Regions from separate parts of the Mus musculus genome. Here all the other regions are linked to region 2. A link is a contact called in public Hi-C and HiCAR-type data. All regions are on one chromosome and are shown on one strand. The core of a region is the stretch at or near the end of the contact, and the rest is flanking DNA. Distances in the headings are between cores, read along the strand shown. Region 1 holds the start of 1700116B05Rik (RIKEN cDNA 1700116B05 gene). Region 2 holds the start of Alcam (activated leukocyte cell adhesion molecule). Region 3 has its middle 300 kb from the start of Gm32431.

Region 1 (3,602 bases), core at 669-3,168, 1.7 Mb before region 2:
ATAAAGGACTTTAGAAAAATAGATATCCATATACAGAAATATTAATTTAGATGTTTATACTACCTTATAAATATACCAACTCAACATGGGAATTATAGATTTACATTTAAGTCTGAATTTAGATATGTTTAGATATGGAACTCTGAAACTTAAAGCATCATTTTATCTGAAAGATTTGATTTTTTTTTTGAGGATCACCATCTTATTGTTGAAAGGGGAAATAAAATACTCTAGTAGTGACTGAATATAACACTTAAAATTCTTAGGGTCACATCCGTTTATTTTGTGGAGGTTCCAGAGGCTGCAGGCATGTCCTGGTACTAAAGTTTTTTCTTCAGTCACTAATTTCTCACTCTGCCTGCTCAGCTCAAATGGAGACCTGTTCATTCCCACCATCTTGCTGAAGTCCCAGCCTTACCTAGCCTTTGACCCTGAGTCTTCCTTACCCATGAATCCACCCATGAAGATTTTGATGCCAACCCTGGTCTTGGCTACAGCCTCTAGTGTCTGTGCTGTTTTTCCTCTACAGTAGGTATTTCTCTTGCTAGCAGCACCGTCAAACCATAGAGTGCATGGAAATGTCTACCTATTGTCCTTGCTTCTGAGAAGTTCGGGCTACCTGTACTGGCTAGTTTTGTGTCAACTTGACACAGCTGGGGTTATCACAGAGAAAGGAGCTTCAGTTGAGGAAATGCCTCCAAGAGATCCAACTGTAAGGCATTTTCTCAATTAGTGATCAAGGGGGAAAGGCCCCTTGTGGGTAGTACCATCTCTGGGCTGGTAGTCTTGGGTTCTATAAGAGAGCAGGCTGAGCAAGCCAGGGGAGGCAAGCCAGTAAAGAACATCCCTCCATGGCCTCTGCATCAGCTCCTGCTCCCTGACCTGTTTGAGTTCCAGTCCTGACTTCCTTTGGTGATGAACAGCAGCATGGAAGTGTAAGCCAAATAAAACCTTTCCTTCCCAACTTGTTTCTTGGTCATGATGTTTGTGCAGGAATAGAAACCCTGACTAAGACACTACCCAAGAAGGCTAGAGCCTTCTTGTGACTGACACAGTCCCAATACATTTCTCTTCTTCTACCCTTCTAGGCTGATGTGGTGACAACTGTTTAAATCATTGGTTACAAATGGGGCCAGAACATGTTTATGGGTTCGGGTGCCATCTTTTTATAGGCACTTTTGCATGTTAGCTGAAGGGAAGGAAGAATGGGGCCATGTCTGCAAATACCCCTTTCTTCCTCTCTCAGTCATCCCAGGGCCAGGCTCCCAGGTTCCTCCTTCCATCGTGTACAGACCCACTCCTCCTTCCCCAGGCTTTTCACTTTCTCCTCTGTAGAAGTGATGTTGGCATTGCTACGGGGAGAATAGAAAACAGCAGTTTAGTATTCTCAAACATCTTTCCTATCAGCTATGGCACACACGACGAATTAGCCTCGCTCTTTCCCCCCTGCATCCCATTTTCTCTGTGCAGTGCATTCCCATGATTTTTTTCTTTTGCTTTAATTTCTCCTGACTTATAATGCCTCTGAATTAAACATTTTACCAAAGGAGGAGGGAGAGCCTTTCTTCAACTTTGCGAGTAAATTGCAGGATTTAATAATTTAAAGACTCTTTTTTTTTTCTTCTGTTAGTTGAAGGAATTAAAAAAAAAAAACAAAAAAACCTTACTGTAGTTAAAGGTCTCAGAAATTGAAATATTCATACAGAGTCATTTATGATATAATTGTAATGGGTACTTTTAAGTCCATGGTGTATGGTCAGAAGTCTGAGAGGTCACAAGAGTAATTCAAAATCATTAATATTAATGACTTCTTTAGTCATTGAATTTCTTTTAAAATCTCATCAGCATTTAGTTTGCTTTCATCCTCCAACTAATAGACCGTTTCTGTCCGTTGACGGCTTGACACTGTTTGTACAGTGCTTGCATTCGGAAGTGCCACGTGGTTGACAGTCTTGCTGCTCTCTTTCCTCCTAGCCCTGGAGAATTGGCATCACCTGGAGCTTGCTAGGCTCCTCAGATCACCACAAACATTCCACATCAGAATCTGGATCTTTCCTGCCTCCCCAGGTGACCTGGGTGAACCCTAGATCATGAGAAGCACTGGCCAGCCAGCCCCACGGGGTGGGGGTGGGGGTGGGGTGGTGGGGAGGGGAAAGGGGCGGGGCAAAGCCTCCAGAGAGACAAGTGTCAGTGTGTTTTTGCAAACTGTTTGTAACAATAACATGGGATGGAAGTAAATCATTCCTTTCTATTCTACCTTATTATGTTTTTGTTTTTGTTTTTTTTTTTTTGTTTTTGTTTTAAATTCGTTCCCATTTCTTCACCTAATTAAAAAGCAGACAGCTGTTCCCGGGGAGTACCTGAGCTATGCCTCGTCCAAGCTGTCAGGCGTCAACATTCGTCAAGCCTTTCGGTTCAGCTGTGCCATAGCTCCCAAGTCAGCAGTTCTCCGGGCCACCTGTTACCACAAGCTCCATCAGGACACTTCCAGACAATCCTTTCCTCAGCTCTGTCCTCCCCCTTCACCCCTACTTAAAGCCCACGGCAATTGGAAACAACAAAAATGACTTGTTCAAAAGTAAATCTCTATGAAGAAAAGCAGCTGTGGTGTAGAGTGGAACTAATTTTATCGAGTCTTTTTTCCTTCCTCCACACCAGTTGAAGACCACAGGAGGGAGAGGGCTGGGAGGGCGGATTTTGAAATTTCCTGTGGCCCACCGGGAGAGACCTCTATCCCCAAAGCAAATGTAGGATTTGAAGCGAGGTCTTCCCATGGAGGGTTAGTTATCCCAGTGCTGCTGGGATAACTGAGATAACTTTGTTCACCCTTCCCACTGTCGCTATTCTCTCCCATCTCACTTCTCGGTTCAGCCCCCTCTCCCCCATTTCTCTACCTTGTTAGAATTCCACGAATACTTCCGAGCCTCTACTTCATTCTCTACACCCACCCTTTCCTGCGCCACCGTCTTTTGTTCCTTGATTAATTCAGTCACTGGACTTGGTTTGGAATCCTGGCCTGAAGCCCGTTCCTTTGATGACAGGGGCCCAGACTGCACACACAGTCATGCACAGGAATATGGAGCAGAGGTTTGGGAAACGGGCTAGCTAGGTCATAGACTAGCATGTTTGGTGATAGATATAAGTGTGACTGGCAGATACCAAGGGTCTGGGGTGCACGCAATAGGATTTCTGGGTGCTTATGTCCCTGGAGTGATGGATTGGATAGGAACAGAACAAGAAACAATTTGTTAAATAATACACTACCAAAGGGATTGGGAAGCAGAGAGGAAAGTTAGATGCTCAATGGCGCTATGCACTCTAAAGCAGTGGTCCTCAACCTTCCTTAAAGCTGCAACCCTTGAATACAGTTCCTAACACTGTGGTGACCCCTAACCATAAAATTATTTTGTTGCTATGCCAGGACTGTAATTTTACTAGTTATAAACTAGCTAGTAATATAAACATCTGACATATAGGATATCTGATATACAGCCTCACAGGGGTCGGGACCCATAGGTTGAGAACCACAGCATTTTGGCTATTTGCCAAGCCTTGGCTTTCTCTGGCAATTGTTCACTAAATGCTTTATTGTACCTGTCAGT
Region 2 (3,243 bases), core at 623-3,122:
CAAAGCGGCGGCTCCCAAGCCCTGGGGATCCCAGGCTCCTGTTGCCCTTACTCTCTCCTCTTCCCTGGAAGGATTCCGAGCGTTTGAATACTCCTCTGTGGCTTCAACTCGCCAACAACTGAAGGGGTGTACAGAAATAAAAGATGGGAAAAGAAAGTGAGACCTGTTTTAACCCCTCCTAAATGTAAAACTTAAAAAGAGAGAGAAGAAAAAACAGGCAGAAACCAGAATAACAAGGAGTAGTTTAACCCCCAACTATCCAGGACACAGTGGGAAATCAAAACTTCAAAGGATTAGATCCTCAGGCTCCGCAGGGAAAAGTGCCTGCCGCTTGAATGAATGACTGGGAGCGCATAGCGGGCTGGGCAGGACCAAGGAATGGCAGCCAGCAGGCCAGCTGGCGGACCACGGGCCAGGGATGTCCCCTGGGGGTGAGAAAAGGGGTTCCCCACAAGATATTCTGGTTGGTGGGAATTTTGTCGTTTTTCTTTGAGGACTCTCTGTAGAAGTGAGAACTGAGGCGCTACCACTGGGTGTGGAAACCAAGAAATCCCTCGCTTTAAGGCTCGCAAACCTGACTGCTAACCCAGTCCACGCTGCGTGACTCGGCTGCCATCAACCCTACACTAGCTACCCACTAGACAATGCAGCTTCTATTTCAGTATTATTATTATTAAAAAAAAAAAGATAGTCAAAACCCTCCTTATCCCCTGCCATTCCTCCCAGGTCTTCACATTATGACCAAGAGGAAGTTACTTAGGGGATTTATCGTGACAAAGTGCCAGCAGTTATTTCACCTCAAAGCCCAGCGAAAGGAAACTGCTCTGAGTGCAGTGAATTGTACTTTGATACCAAGAGACTGGAGGGACGGTGCGGGGGAGAGAGTTCAGCAGATCTTGCCGGGGGGGGGGGGGTCCTGCACCCTCAAGCTAAGCCTCACCCAAAGTTCCTGGAGATGTGCTTAGTTTTCAATCTCGCTGCCCAAACCTGAGCAGACCAGTCAAGCCTAAAACGTGTGACACAGGTGACTGTTCCCAGGGACAGATCTGTGTCCCCCGCGCGCCTTTATGGCTCCCATACTTTGCTAAGCACACGCTAGAGCGCACAGCCCCAGGCCTCCCGGGGAACCGCCCCCGGTCCGCAACAACCACTACAGTGGGGCTGTTCAGAGGCCAAAAGCTTACCTGGTCTGAGGACCGCGGCGGAGATCAAGAGGCAGAAAACCAGACGGCAAGAAGGGGACACCTTAGATGCCATATTCCTCCTCCTAGAAGGCCACCGACAAAGTCCACGCCGCAGGAGGGGGCGTCGTCCCCGGGCCCACGGGGCCCGCTCGCTTGTGGGTCTCGCCTTAGGGGGACAGCGACTTTTTTCCAAGACACACGGTCCCCCGGGGACTGTGGCGCTGCGCCGTCGGGTCTGTGCCACACGCAACTTTCCTCCACGCGGAACCCGCAACTCCTCCCTCCCCCCCTCCACACCCTTCCTCAGTGTCTCTGGCAGCTACTCCCAGGACGGGCGACCCTCTTATTCCAGGAGACGCTTCAGTAGTCAGTCAAGGTAGACGCGGTTTCTTTTTGGATGCTGTCTTCTAGTAGTTTCTCTTCTTGCAAAGGAGAGGATAAGAAGAGTGATGAGAGTTGCACCGTGCACGGATCACCGGGAGCAGAGAAGGGTCGGCGGGGCAGCGCCGCGGGGTCCCGACGGTGGGTCTCCTCAGGTGGCAGCCGAGGCAGAGGCTGTAGCGGCGGCAGCTGGAGCAGTGGCGGCGGCCGCGGGCTCCGGCTGCTCTGAGTGGAGGACGGGAAGGCGTGTGTAAGCTGCCTGTCTCCTCCTCCCGCTCCTCCCGCTCCTCCTGCTCCTCCCGCTCCTCTCTCCCGCCCAGCTTCCTCGGCGGCAGCGCGGAGCAGGTGGTTGGAGCGCCGATCCGCAGCCTAGAGGCGCTGCAGGACCAAGTCGGAGACTGAGCAGAGCTGGCGGCCCCTGGTGGGAGAAGAGCCTGATGCCCCAGCCCCCGCGCTCTGGTGGGCGGGGCTGACATCGACTCCGCCTCCCACAGGACACGCTGGCCAATGAAGAGCGGGATCGAGAGTAGGGGGCGTGACGGGCTGGATTCGCCAGTGTCTGGCTCTTACCAGGGGATTCTCAGCGCCCCAAAGACATAGGATCTGAGATCTTTTGCTGTCCTCCCAGCCTGGCCACATAGCTGTCTTCTTGCACTCCGAAGCCCAGTCCACTGGCTCACTCCTTAGGGATTTTTCTTCTCGACGAGGGTACCGCCTTCACCTTCTGTAGAGTTGTTGGGGCGAAGAGCTCACCTTGGGTCCTCTTGGACTAGGACTGAGGAGGTGGAAAAGATGGAGATTCTCCACCCGGAGGCTCACGGAAACAGCTACTGGTGGTTGAGAGTAATTTCCCCCACTTTGAAGAGAAGGTTACTCCTTCTCGAATTCGCCGTTCTTCTGTTCCCCTAGTCCTGGCTGGCGTACACTTTATCAAAGCAAATCATTTAATCAACTATCCAGTACCGAAAAGCAGAAGAGATTTTTGTGCTCCCCCTTCGCCCCCATCTCCTTCCCGGTGAGAATTAGGACTCTAGACCATAACACACGTCGCCACACTGATTTTCAAAACGTTCTTTAAAGAAAAAAAAAGTCACGTTTACTTTTAATTAGGTGACGATTTGAAGTTACAAAACAAAATCCAGAGTTACTCAGATTAAAAACCTACGCCTCCTGGTCCTTTCCAGAAAGCCAGGCATCCAGCAGATGGACGGGGCTTCTCAGGCAATTTCAAAAGCTTGAACCACCTCCTAGGCGTAGCATCGGGAAGCCGTGTCGCTTTCAGTTCATGCAGAAAGCATAAAGGAATATTTTCCTCTAAAACACCAGGGTGGAGCTGTTGGGACCGTAAGTGGCTCTAACTCAAGATTGCAGGATCACAACTCTTAATGCCCTCAGCATAATAAAATCCTGGTCCCTGAACCACCTCGCAAGGGCATGAAATAGTCTTTGGTGCATCACAGGGTCACCCCCTGTGTGAAGCCAGTCTCCAGCAGGGAATGCTAACTAGCCTCACGGGACTTTGTCTTCAAAAGATTGGGAACCACCAGCTACTTGCAAGTGGATATGGGGGGTGTCTAAGTGTGCAGGCAGAAGCTTCGTACAGACACACACACACACACACACACACACACACACACACGAATGCGCAAGCGCACAGACAAACACAGACACGGATCTT
Region 3 (3,587 bases), core at 561-3,060, 1.1 Mb before region 2:
AACCTAGTCAAATACCCTGGGCTAATGAAGTCAGGGATCCGGGAGGAGAACCCACAGTAGCCATTTCGGTTGAATAAATAATATTGTAGCTTCAGCAATTTTAAAGGCCCGTGAACTGAAGTTTGAGCCTTCCAGTTAAGGACTCAAAGTAATGGGAAGGACACAGATGTCTGGTTGTGACAGTAGATGGTAGAGTTTAGCTTGGAAACAGTCACAAAGAAGATGGCAAGAGGAGTGGCTGCATAGTCTTAAAGAAGGCAAGAAAAACCAGCCCAAGTGTTCGGGTAAAGTGTGAGAACATGGGACTACACTGATTATTCTCTTTTTAGGAAAAAAAAACCTGAATTATTGAGCTTTATGTGAAAGATCTCTGTCTTCAAAACTTAAAAAGAACAAAATTCAGAATATCTCCTAGGTTACCCATGGACCCAATTTGAGGTCTAAGCCCTCTTAAGACTAATTGAGCTTAAAACACCTGATGCAAGCCTTCCTCTGTCTTTCATGTATATTTAACATAGAGTGAATAACCAGTAGCATTCTCTGCCACAAAGATCATGGCAAGTATTAAACTCAACTTTTGAGGAAACCGAGAGACTCTATCAAAGGTGGGGGCTTCGAATTAATCTAAATGAGCATACAGATGAAGAAAAGAGATCCTTTAACAGAGAGGGATCACAAGATGGCACCCATATCCTGACTGTAACAGAACTTAATAAATGTAATGAAATATATTTTAAAAAATATTATTGAGGACATGGAACAGAAAAATGGCAGTTACACTCTATGAAAGCATGTTTGGCCACTAGGAAATACATAGCACAGACAAGGACTATGATGTGGCAGTGTATGCTTTCCAAAGCAGGTAGAACTCAGGAACCCTATCTTTTTCAGTAGTTGGATGAGGTTGTAACGGAGCCTGTGGAGGTTTGAATGACAATGGCTACTCACTCTAGAATCATAAGCTTAACTTGTTCCCTAGTTGGTAGAACCGTATGGGAAGAATAAGGAGGGGTGGCCTTGCTGGAGGAGGGGTTATTCCCTGCTTCCTGCTTGTGATTTTGATATGAGCTATCAGTCTTTCCTGTTGTGATGCCTTAATTCCTCCATCATGAATTCTAACCCTCTTAAATGGTAAGCCTAATTAAATTCTTCATTTTATAAGTTATCTTGGTCTTGGTGTTTTATCATAGCAATGTAGCTATGTAACTAAGGCAGTATCTTAGATTTCTTTCTGATTTTTAAATCAATTAGATATAGCACTTTGGGAAGTCAAAAGCTGTTGCTCATGTTACAATGGCAGAGTACTAATCTGAGGAAGCTCTGACTTTGTTTATACTCTCCAATAATGGACGGTAAACAAGTAATGAGATCTCAAACAGAGCAAATTCTCTAAAATGAACAGGAAGTTTAGTGTGACAGCAGATGTCTGGCACACGTTTCCTAAGTTTGAAACTTAAGCCTAGCAATGGATGGATAAAGAATCCATCCCACTTTCATAGAGACTGTTCTAGTTTCTGTCTTCCTGACAGTTAGGTGAAATCAATTTATCCATAATAAGAACAATATCTCAAAAATAAAACTAAACAAAACCAATCTATCAGTAGAGACATATATAGTCATTAAATTATATTCCATGTTCCCTCTAACAAATTCTTCATGGCTTCATTTTTTAATGATGAAGAAATTGACCCTGGAACGGGATCCAACCACAGCAGATGCATTTACAAGAAAACACAGAGGCTTCAGTGTAGGCTGCGTGTGGTGCAGAAGGCAGGAAACATCTGTGAGCACAGGAGAACTGTGGAGCTGTGGTTGGCTGACTCTGCCAGCTTTCCATGGGGTCTCATTCACTGCAGCCTGACGAAGAGTCTTTATTATGTACCACTTCATATGGACCACATAGTGGTGGGCCTCCCCACCCTGGCCAGATGCCTAGTTGCGACAGCTCTGCCATGGTTTCTAGGCAAGTCCTGGTGAATATTCTCACCCACAGTTCATCTGGATTCTCATGAGAATCTTGAGACTGAATGGTTGAAAATCAGTTTAGACACACATTTCTCCTCCTAGTATAGTTAACAATCATGTATTATTGAAATAAAACTGTCTCAGATACATAATATTAAATTCTCAAGATTTCCATACCTAATTCCTTCCAAAAAATTAAAAACAAAACTCAGTATGAAAAAAATATTAAAAATAAAGATTTTTATCAAAAATAAACATACTTTCCCTTAAAAATGTTCTTCTCGTTTTCCTTTTAGGCAATGTTAAATTTTAGTTAGGCCACAACAGACTTCAGTGGAAAGAGTAATAGAACATTATCTAGGATACTACACACACCTGTTTTCAGGTACATGTGTAAATGCAAAGCAGAATTTATGGAGTCATTTGTATAGCACATGGTAGACAAAGGCAAATTAAATATGCACACTCTTAAGATTTAAATCTTTACAATCCTAGGAGCTCATAGGTGCCTTACGTTGCAGGGATGTTTATATACATTCACCAAAAGCATTATTTTTGCCTTATTTTACTTTTCCTCAATTGAATTTTCTTCTCCCTTTCTCTTTGTGTCCCTTTTTCCTGTCCTCCTCTCTCTATCTCCTCCTCTGCTCCTCTTCCTGGCTCTTGCATTTCTTGAGCAACTGCTGTACCTTGGAGACTGAGTGAGGTGCTGATGCTAGAGCATGGGGAAAGATGCTCATTCAGCCTTTCAGCAGCTGGCAGCTTGGAGAGTGATGCTGATGCACAAATAAAAGAAAACTTAAAACGAGTAAGAGGCAGATTGCAACAGAGGTATGGAGAGAAACATCCCAGGGAAGAAATGCCACAGTGCCACTTAGGAGAAGTAGTAGCAATTTATAAAGAAAACGTAGCTATTATTATAAACTACAAGATAGAGAAAGAGCAGTTCAGATTAAAGTAAGTTAAGTGTAGCTGTTGCTGGTGGCACATGCCTTTGATCCCAGCACTTGGGAAGCAGAGGCAGGTGGATCTCTGTTAGTATGAGGCCAGTCTGGTTCACAGAGCAAGTTCCAGGATATCTAAGGCCACTCAGAGAAACCCTGTCAAAAGGAAAACAAAAAACAAAAAACAAACAAACAAACAAACAAAATGGGGGAGGGGGCAAAGGTAAGTATGTGTAAGAGATTGTCTCCTTATCAATAAATGTGGGTTTTCCCAAGGCTTGATTCTTTTACCCCACGACTCTGTTTTTCCTGGAGATGCTCCTGTCGGAAGCTCTTCAAGTTTCTGCACAAGAACCATATTGGATGCTGGAAATTTCTAAATTTATCTTTTGGCAGCTGAGTGAGTTTTTCCTCCTTTTCCTCATTGGGAAAAAAAATTGGACCTCATTGAGAGATTTTTTTTGGAGTCATACCAAATTATTTAAAGCATACTAAAATTAGTTAACATCCCAGACACAGTCTCTCTCATCCATAGATGGGTCTATCTACAGACTCCTGTCAGTATTCAGGAACTTGCATGCAGGGACCATTCCCACCACCTCATGTGCCTATACTATTAGTGAAGACAGCATGATCTCAGCTGCAAACACAGCATGGCTGGATAACATGTAGAAGCTG

What was found. A called contact is a pair of places that touch in the nucleus more often than the background predicts. HiCAR-type assays count read pairs that join an accessible place to other places.
Region 1: a contact with region 2 is called in a HiCAR-type map of astrocytes, with 4 times the contacts expected there. The contact joins the promoter of 1700116B05Rik here to the promoter of Alcam in region 2. A contact is called at or near these places in 6 of 39 promoter capture datasets (the 3T3-L1 cell line, 3T3-L1-derived adipocytes, cranial neural crest and 2 more), 2 of 484 Hi-C or Micro-C datasets (cortical neurons and nephron progenitors) and 3 of 115 datasets of contacts at active chromatin or transcription factors (astrocytes, embryonic forebrain and embryonic hindbrain).
Region 3: a contact with region 2 is called in a Hi-C map of pro-B cells, with 2.7 times the contacts expected there. The contact joins the enhancer-like site here to the promoter of Alcam in region 2. A contact is called at or near these places in 1 of 484 Hi-C or Micro-C datasets (pro-B cells), 2 of 115 datasets of contacts at active chromatin or transcription factors (embryonic forebrain and large pre-B cells) and 1 of 9 other capture datasets (adipose tissue).

The regions. Positions count from the first base shown.
Region 1 is chr16:50,781,491-50,785,092 of GRCm38.p6, forward strand. 1700116B05Rik (RIKEN cDNA 1700116B05 gene) reads left to right here and starts at 1,919. Exons shown (of 2, transcript NR_131006.2): 1 at 1,919-2,067; 2 at 2,340-2,601.
Region 2 is chr16:52,451,209-52,454,451 of GRCm38.p6, forward strand. Alcam (activated leukocyte cell adhesion molecule) reads right to left here and starts at 1,873. Exons shown (of 16, transcript NM_009655.3): 1 at 1,185-1,873. The coding sequence starts at 1,257.
Region 3 is chr16:51,350,506-51,354,092 of GRCm38.p6, forward strand. No RefSeq gene overlaps it. Among named protein-coding and RNA genes, the nearest start is that of Gm32431, 300 kb to the left of the region's middle. Within about 2 kb of position 1,811, at least 33 of the 459 cell types and tissues checked have an H3K27ac peak or open chromatin away from gene starts, as enhancers often do. A contact at or near this core is called in pro-B cells, where this site is marked.